Linked DNA regions of Rattus norvegicus: region 1 is linked to region 2. A link is a contact called in public Hi-C data. All regions are on one chromosome and are shown on one strand. The core of a region is the stretch at or near the end of the contact, and the rest is flanking DNA. Distances in the headings are between cores, read along the strand shown.

The links. A called contact is a pair of places that touch in the nucleus more often than the background predicts.
Region 1: a contact with region 2 is called in a Hi-C map of Schwann cells, with 6 times the contacts expected there. The contact joins the promoter of Wwtr1 here to the enhancer-like site in region 2. A contact is called at or near these places in 9 of 12 Hi-C or Micro-C datasets (the A7r5 cell line, the Rat2 cell line, Schwann cells and 4 more) and 1 of 1 datasets of contacts at active chromatin or transcription factors (oligodendrocytes).

Annotation. Positions count from the first base shown.
Region 1 is chr2:143,914,899-143,918,930 of GRCr8, reverse strand. Wwtr1 (WW domain containing transcription regulator 1) reads left to right here and starts at 1,990. Exons shown (of 7, transcript NM_001024869.1): 1 at 1,990-2,146; 2 at 2,478-2,912. The coding sequence starts at 2,482.
Region 2 is chr2:143,814,109-143,817,724 of GRCr8, reverse strand. The region is part of intron 4 of Wwtr1 (WW domain containing transcription regulator 1); the gene reads left to right. Among named protein-coding and RNA genes, the nearest start is that of Tm4sf4, 60 kb to the right of the region's middle. Within about 2 kb of position 2,279, at least 33 of the 93 cell types and tissues checked have an H3K27ac peak or open chromatin away from gene starts, as enhancers often do. A contact at or near this core is called in the A7r5 cell line, Schwann cells and liver, where this site is marked.

The DNA of each region.
Region 1 (4,032 bases), core at 741-3,240, 100 kb before region 2:
CTGTAGTATTAGTATATTCTGTCTATAGAAACAACCACATTCATTTTATTATTTATTACTACTAAGGAATGATCCTAGGCAAGCGCCCTGCCACTGAACTACGGTCCCAGCCCAAAGCACAGCTTGGTGATTTTAATGAATGGCAAATTTTTATATACTCGGGAATCGTTTTAAGATTAATTTACGGTCATCAGTAAATCTTTTGATTTTTACCATTTTATACAAATATAGTTTGGGGTCAGATATGTTTCAGGGAAAAGGGGGTCATGAGCGGAAAAGTTCAAGAAGTCTTGGTAGAAGACTACCCTGTCATTTCCCAGTCAGTAAGGGACCTGGAGTCAAAGGTCATGTATGGATACTGGGGTAGGATACAGCTATTCAAAGATGGTCTCAAAAGGACAAAAAAATTGTGTTGGGGAGGGGCTCACGTGGAGGCTAGAGTTGGTTCCCTCCTTCCATCATGTAGTGTGTGGGAATCGAACTCAGGTTGTCAGGATTGCTGGAAAGGACCTTTTCCAGCTGAGCCACAGTGCTGTCCACTCTTCTAGCTCTTAAAGTAAAAATTATGGAGTAGCTTTGCCTTTGTCCCTTCAACTTGCTGTTAGGTCACAGTCGTCTTCATTTTCCTATAGTGCTGTCGTCCTTCAACTGTGGATTTAATTTTGACTTTTATTTCGCCCTTAAACATGGTGAGGCACAGTGCCAGCATTTAATATAGTTCTGCTGACAAACTTGCATCCAGCCCTGGCTAAGCAAAGTGCTTTGCATGTATTGCCTCATTTAGCCTATCTAATAAATGTCTATTAGAATCTGCGGGGTCGGGTAGGGGCTTCCTGGAATGTGATTTTATAAAGCGGTCATCCTTTCTTGGAGAGAAGGAATAGAGTAGAGCAGCTGGCAGTGGGACGGGCAAGGCCTCCTCCCTCTTCCCGGCAGCTGTCTTACCAGGCCCGACCTCCTCTCCCCACAGGCTGGGGTCTCCACCTCTGGCCCAGGTCCAGTCGGGTGGGAGTATGTGTGGCTTTTTCCGGGTCACTGGCACACCCTCTCTATCCTAGCCACCTGCCCCGGTTCCATCCCAGTTCCAGGCTCCCTGGAGGGACCCAGGGACATTCCAATCCTCCCACTACCCTCGCAAATGCCGCGGGAGGAGGGAAGGGGGCGCAATTGCTTGGCCTTCTAGAACGCAGTTTTGTCTCGACCTTTTTTTCAACTCCTAGTATCCAGATTCACTTCGTAGAGAAAACTAACGACCGATGAAAGGCTTGCAAGTTGGTAGTTTACAATCGACTCTTTGGCGAAGCCGCATCTTCAGCAACAGCGGCACTATTTGGAAACCGTCTTGCAGACAATTGAAAGCCAAACGGCCAAGTTGTCTCCTCACCAGACCAAATATGGTCACAAGCGCTAAGCAGCCTTCCGTGGAAAGTCTGGCCTCGCGGGTGTCTCCCTGAGCCAGGGTGCGCCCCGGTCCGACCTCTGTCAGATCGGCGCCCCGTGCCACATTCCGGGTGCTGGGCGCTCCCTTCAAGGCGAGGGCAAGCACCCTGCCCGGACACTCATTCTGGGCCCTTAGACCCTCAACTGCAAGCCCTCCGTTATTCTCCGATTTGGTTTTTGTCCATAACCCCTTGATTTAACAGGCTTGAACCATTTTCTCTTTGATCCCGCCCCAAGTCAGTGGTAAACTCAAAGGAATGCAGATAGAGCGCTCGGCGGGAGAGGTCGGCGCGGCGCGGCGCGGCGGGGCGGGGGCACGGTCTCTCCGGAGCTGCGAAGTGCCCAGCCCACCCCCGCCAGCCCGGCCAGGGTGGGAGGAGGAGGAAGAGGAGGGGCGTGGGGCAGGCTGGCTCCAGCCAGGAGGTCATGCATAATTCAACAGCTCCACTTTCGGCCCGCCTCTTTCCTAGGGGTGGGAGTTTGCAGCAAACTTTGTTTATGGGACAGTCCGGGAGCCGCGGCGGCTGCGCTAGTCTACGTCTTCTCAGTCGCTTCCTCGCGTAGTGCGAGCGCCCGAGGCCGGCTCCGGGGATGTAAGAGGAAAAGCCTTCGGCTGCTGGGAATCCGCTCGGGATCTGCCAGCCGGGGCCGGGTTCCAGCTCGTCAGTTCGGGAGGCGCCCAGGCTTGGCTTCCCCGCGTGCCCAGGTAGCTCCCGTCGCGCCCCGCACCCTTTCGGCTCTTAGACGACCGCAGTCCGGACTCTTGGGGTCGGCGGTGGGCGTATTGGTCAGGGGAGGCTGCGACTGGGTCTGGTGCAGGCACCTTCGACCTCGGTCCGCGGCTGCTTGCTCAGGGGAGCTTCTCTGCTGCGGGAAAGTTGCATAATCTCGGAGGCCAGGGGCGCCCCCTCCCCCACCGGCTGGTCCCTGGACCCATACCTAACTGTCTCTGTGCTGTCTCTGTCCTTCCCCAGGACAACTCCCCCTCCCCCCGACTTGCACTAAAAGGCAGACCCGATTTTTCTTTTTTCTTGTAGAAAGATGAATCCGTCCTCGGTGCCCCATCCGCTCCCGCCGCCAGGGCAACAAGTCATCCACGTCACGCAGGACCTCGACACGGACCTCGAAGCCCTCTTCAACTCTGTCATGAATCCCAAGCCCAGCTCGTGGCGGAAAAAGATCCTCCCGGAGTCCTTCTTTAAGGAGCCCGATTCCGGCTCGCACTCGCGCCAGTCCAGCACCGACTCATCGGGCGGCCACCCCGGGCCTCGACTAGCTGGCGGCGCGCAGCACGTCCGCTCGCACTCGTCGCCCGCATCCCTGCAGCTAGGCACCGGTGCGGGCGCCGCTGGAGGCCCTGCACAGCAGCATGCACATCTCCGCCAGCAGTCCTATGACGTGACCGACGAGCTGCCGTTGCCCCCCGGGTGGGAGATGACCTTCACGGCCACTGGCCAGAGATATTTCCTTAAGTAAGTCTGTCGCCAGCCAAGAGGTGCAAAGTTGCGATGCCCCGGGGACGCTCGTAAGCTCATGCGTTCTTGTGGTGTGGTGTGGTGTGGTGTGGTGTGGTGTGGTGTGGTGTGGTGTGGTGTGGTGTGGTGTGTGTGTGTGTGTGTGTGTGTGTGTGTGTGTGAGAGAGAGAGAGAGAGAGAGAGAGAGAGAGAGAGAGAGAGAGAGAGAGAGAGAGAGATTGACTCTGACGATTCCAAGGTGCTTCACAGATCTACAAAGTTAAAATAGGGAGTGAGTTTCTGGGAGTTGGACTAGAGCAGAGAACAATTTCGCGAAGTCAATTTAACTTCATCCATAGTGCTTTAAGCCTTAAGAGATCCAGGACATTGGAACACTTAAACTTGGGGAAAGGAAGTTTGAGTGACTTTGGTCTAAATCTGGGTCTTAGGCCCTTAGCGCCTTCACTTAAGTTAGCTAGCTCAGAGCCAGGTAAGTAGGTGGTCTGGGTTCTTCAGCCACACCGGAAAAGAACACAGTCCCTGGTGGGCTTTACCTCTCCCAGCTGATGACGTATGACCACACAGTTCAGTAATGTAATTACCAACCACATTGTAAAGTAGTTATGGGCTGGACCAACAAATTGTGTGGAAATTGGGTCAGGAGTCTTATGTTACACTTGGTAACCTAAAATACCACAGTAGTGTGCACTGTCACTGTTCATGCCCCATCAGACTAGCTTTTTGATGTCGGGAGTTTTACAGTAGATTAAGCTTTTGAATTAGATTGAACAGAGAAGTGTATTTTCAACTGTTAGAAGAGACTGGCGTTCTTGAGGAAAAAACAGGCTGGAACTTGAATTGTTACCCGAACCAGTGAGGTCATAGGGGTCAGGCTTAGAAAAGACCTGGACCGAAGTTGTGGCTGAACCACTTGGTGCAGAATCACTTCAGCTCATCTGGTCTTCGCTGTCAAAAGGGAAGATGTCTAAGAACTTGTCTTAAACGTCATCTTAGAGCCCTTAATTCTTTTTTTTTTTTTTAAAGATTTTTATTTATTTATTTTATATATGTGAGTGCACTGTAGCTGTCTTCAGACACACCAGAAGAGGGCATCAGATCTCATTACAGATGGTTGTGA
Region 2 (3,616 bases), core at 1,030-3,529:
ACAGTGTAAGATACTTCTGTATCTCTGCCCATTGATCACCAGTAAGCTATTCAACAACTGCCAAGTCCGGGTCAGAGTGGCAGCATATCCATAGATTTAGCATCTTAGCTAGGCTGGGCCTGGTGGTAGCAGGCCTCTCGTTCCAAGTCCTTGGGAGGCTAAGGCAGGAGAATTGAGAGTTTAGGCCATCCCGGGCTGCCAACTGAGTTTAAAGCCAGCCTGAGTCAGTAAGTGAGAGACCCTGTCTCAAAATAGGAAAATAAAGGGGGGGGGGCTGTAAAATGACTGAAAGAGTAAAGGCACTTGCCACCCCGAATATCATAAGGTAGAAAGAGAGCAACTGCCACACATCGTCCTCTGACTTCTGTATGTGCAGTGTGCCGTGTATGTATGCACAGATGGGTACACATATACCGCACACATATATGCATACACGTTGTGGAGTTTTTATAAGGATATTGCACATGTAGATGATTTGCCTGGCATGCGTGAAGGCCTTAGGGCTCATCCCCATATTATATCATACACACACACTTTCTGTCTCTCTGTCAGTCTGTCTTTCTGTTGGTCTGTCTCTCTCAACTTGGAATGCTCCCATAAGTGTAGTCCCTAAATTTAGCATTATTTACCGAAGCGACAGCATCGCTCTTTTGAGGTCCTGTGCTGTTGAGAGACTGTTACTATTTTCTAGCAAATTCCATACTGTTTCCCCTCAACCTCTCTTTAATTGGCACTTGGGGCTGGGGGTGGGGGCAGGAGAGCACAGCTTGCAAACAAAACTGCTGACTAAGGTTGGCCTTCAGTTTCCAGGGCAACAGGGACACAGACGGAGGGAGGCAGGCACAGAATTCTTTTAGCAGGTCTTACAGATTTCTGTCAAGCTTGACAGCCCTCTGGGGGGGCAAGGCAGATTGGTTGACCAGCTTCACAGGGCCATTTCAGATCCTCCATTCCAAGGAGAGCAGTGCTGATCTCAGGGAAGGTTTACAGGGCTGTTTTCTGTCTTGAGTTTTTAAAAGATTTTCAGAAAACTTAAAGTCATACCAAGCAAAGCATGTAAGGTATAGCAGCTGTTTCACAGCCGTTGGAACGCTGCACATAGTTTTTAGGAAGGCACACTGTAGAATTAGGTTTCGGGACTGACTAAGGTGTTTGAAGGATCCTGTTGTCCTAGATTCATCATATTTCCCTGTCATCTGTAGTGAGATGGCTATTTTAAGTTCATTCATATACACACACATGCTCAACAAATGTTCTTATCACATATGTTGGGCAGGAAACAGAGTCTGTCCCTGGAACTTCTATTTCAGTTTCTAGAAAGCGTTGAATTTGTCTAGGAGTTGAGGACATCTATTGTGCCCCACCACACAGGAAGGTAGTGTATGTCTGTAACCTAGGTCAGGGCTCAGGACTGCTAGCTACAGACCAGTCTGGCCTACACAGCAAATTTCAGGCTAGCCAGAGCTACAGAATGAGACTTTGGTCCGGGTAAGGGTAAGGGTAAGAGAAAAGTTTCTAAAGGACTCTCCCTTCCATCACTCCAAACCAGCCTGTTCTCTGAGGTAGATTTGCTTGTCCCTTTACATAAGTGCATCTGTAATAAAAAGCCCTTTTGAAAACAGCTTGGTCATTGTTTTAAATCGGAGACTCGTTTTGTACTGAGGAAAATGAGATCACAGAGGTATGAGGAAGTATTTCATTTCGAAAATCTACTTTGCCTTTTGTAAGTCAAAAGTCTTATCTACATTTTGCCTTCCTTTGAGCGATTCTAGGACGTAACAGGAGTTGGATAATAATTACGGACTCAACCAATGTTTTCTCCAAAGTATTGAAGTTTCGGATTTGCACTTTTCAGCCAGTCTGGCAGCGTGTGAGGAGGGGTTTCAAAGAGACACTCCGGGAAATGTGGCAGCGAATTTCTAGAATCGCTTGACCCGGGGTTTAAAAGAGATTGACATCAGAACCCCACTTCCCAGGCCTGCCTCTGCAGTCTCCACGGTTTTGAGAAGGAGCGAGCTGCATCTCTGCGCTGAAATAACTGTTTTTAACAGCAGGATTTTAAAATACTGCTTTCATTTCTTTTCATTTGTTTCTGCTTGCCCCACCCTTTATAATTAAAACAATTTGGTCTTCCATTTTTGTAGAATCTCGGGCTCCACACTTAAGTCAAGCTGAGCACTCTCAGAAGAGGTTATTATCATTCAGTTAGCTCCCTTTGAAGTGCATTCCAGCCAGGGCAGGAGCTGGCTGGTGGGAGGTGCCCTTCGAGCCAAAAACACTGAGCCAGGCCCTGCTTTTATTGACATTTACTTTCTAGCTTCTTCTGTTGATTTATTCCACAGAACTGCAGGCCAGTGAGGGAACTTAAGGGGAGGGAGCTTCCAGAACATCTTAACTCACAAACCATCTGATGCGTTTCATTGTCCCCGCTGCATCCACCACAGAGCCTCCCAGCCCTAGGAGGGTGCCTTTTGAATCCACAAATGATTTTTGGTTTTGTTGTTGAACTTTCTGAGACTGGCCTTTAAAATGGAACCTTAAAACTTTGCTAAACGCGGTGTGAATTCCCAGGACACTAGCTTCACCCATACACATCGAAAAGGATCATAGAACACTTTCAGTTCCATGTTCGTCCCAGTCTGTGGAGGAAAAACTGTGCTCAGGGCTGTTGAATAGGTTGGTTCATTAAATTTTCTTCTAAACAAGCCGAGTGAGGTCATAGGGTTGGTATTTCCATTTTATAGCTGGGAAAACGGGATCAGAGAAATGAAGTAACTTGCCCAAGTTTCATCTCCAATAGTAGGTGAAAGGGCCTGAATTTGAGGCCTGCCAACTTCAGCCCTCACTTCCTTCTCCCTGGTACTCTTTCTTGTCTGTGGAAATTACTGGAATAGCCTCAGAGGTCAAATGGCCTGGGTTTAGACACTGGCTCCACCTGCTGTTAGCTGCGGGGTTCCTGGGAAAGCCACTTAACTCTCTCAGGCCCTCAGTTACCTCATTGGCCAAATAAGTTATTGGAGTCCTGTGTGCAGGCCTCGCATGTAGCTAGCAGATTGCAAGGTCTAGGCCAGCCCCTCTGCCTCTCAATCTTTCCGTGCCCTCCATGACACCTTCTGTTGTTTGTCTTACTATGCCCTTTGATCCATGCCCTGCAGGATAGGCTTCATAAAGCATCTTAAATGAACTGTCAAGAATTTAGTCCCAGGGGCTGCAGGGATGGTTCAGATCTCAGCACCTACATGGTAGTGCACAACCAGCTCTAACTCTAGTTCCAGGGCCGTCCCACATCCTCTTTGGGACTTCTTGGGCACTGCACACATTTGGTGAACAGACATGCCTGCAGGCAAAACAAACAACAACAAAAGCAAAGACAAAAAACCCCCATTCATATAAAAATAAATATCAAATTTTTTAATTAAAATTTTTAAAAAGAATTTTGTCCAAAATGTCACAGCTATATTGTAACTGACCTGGGATTCGAACCCGGATCATTGTGATTTTAAAGTCAACTTCCCTGCATTGCATCACCACTTTCTGTTATGCCAAGCTCAGGCCAGCCTCCATAGCACCTTAACTGCCTGACAATTCAACTGGTCGAGAGCTCACAGAACTGGGA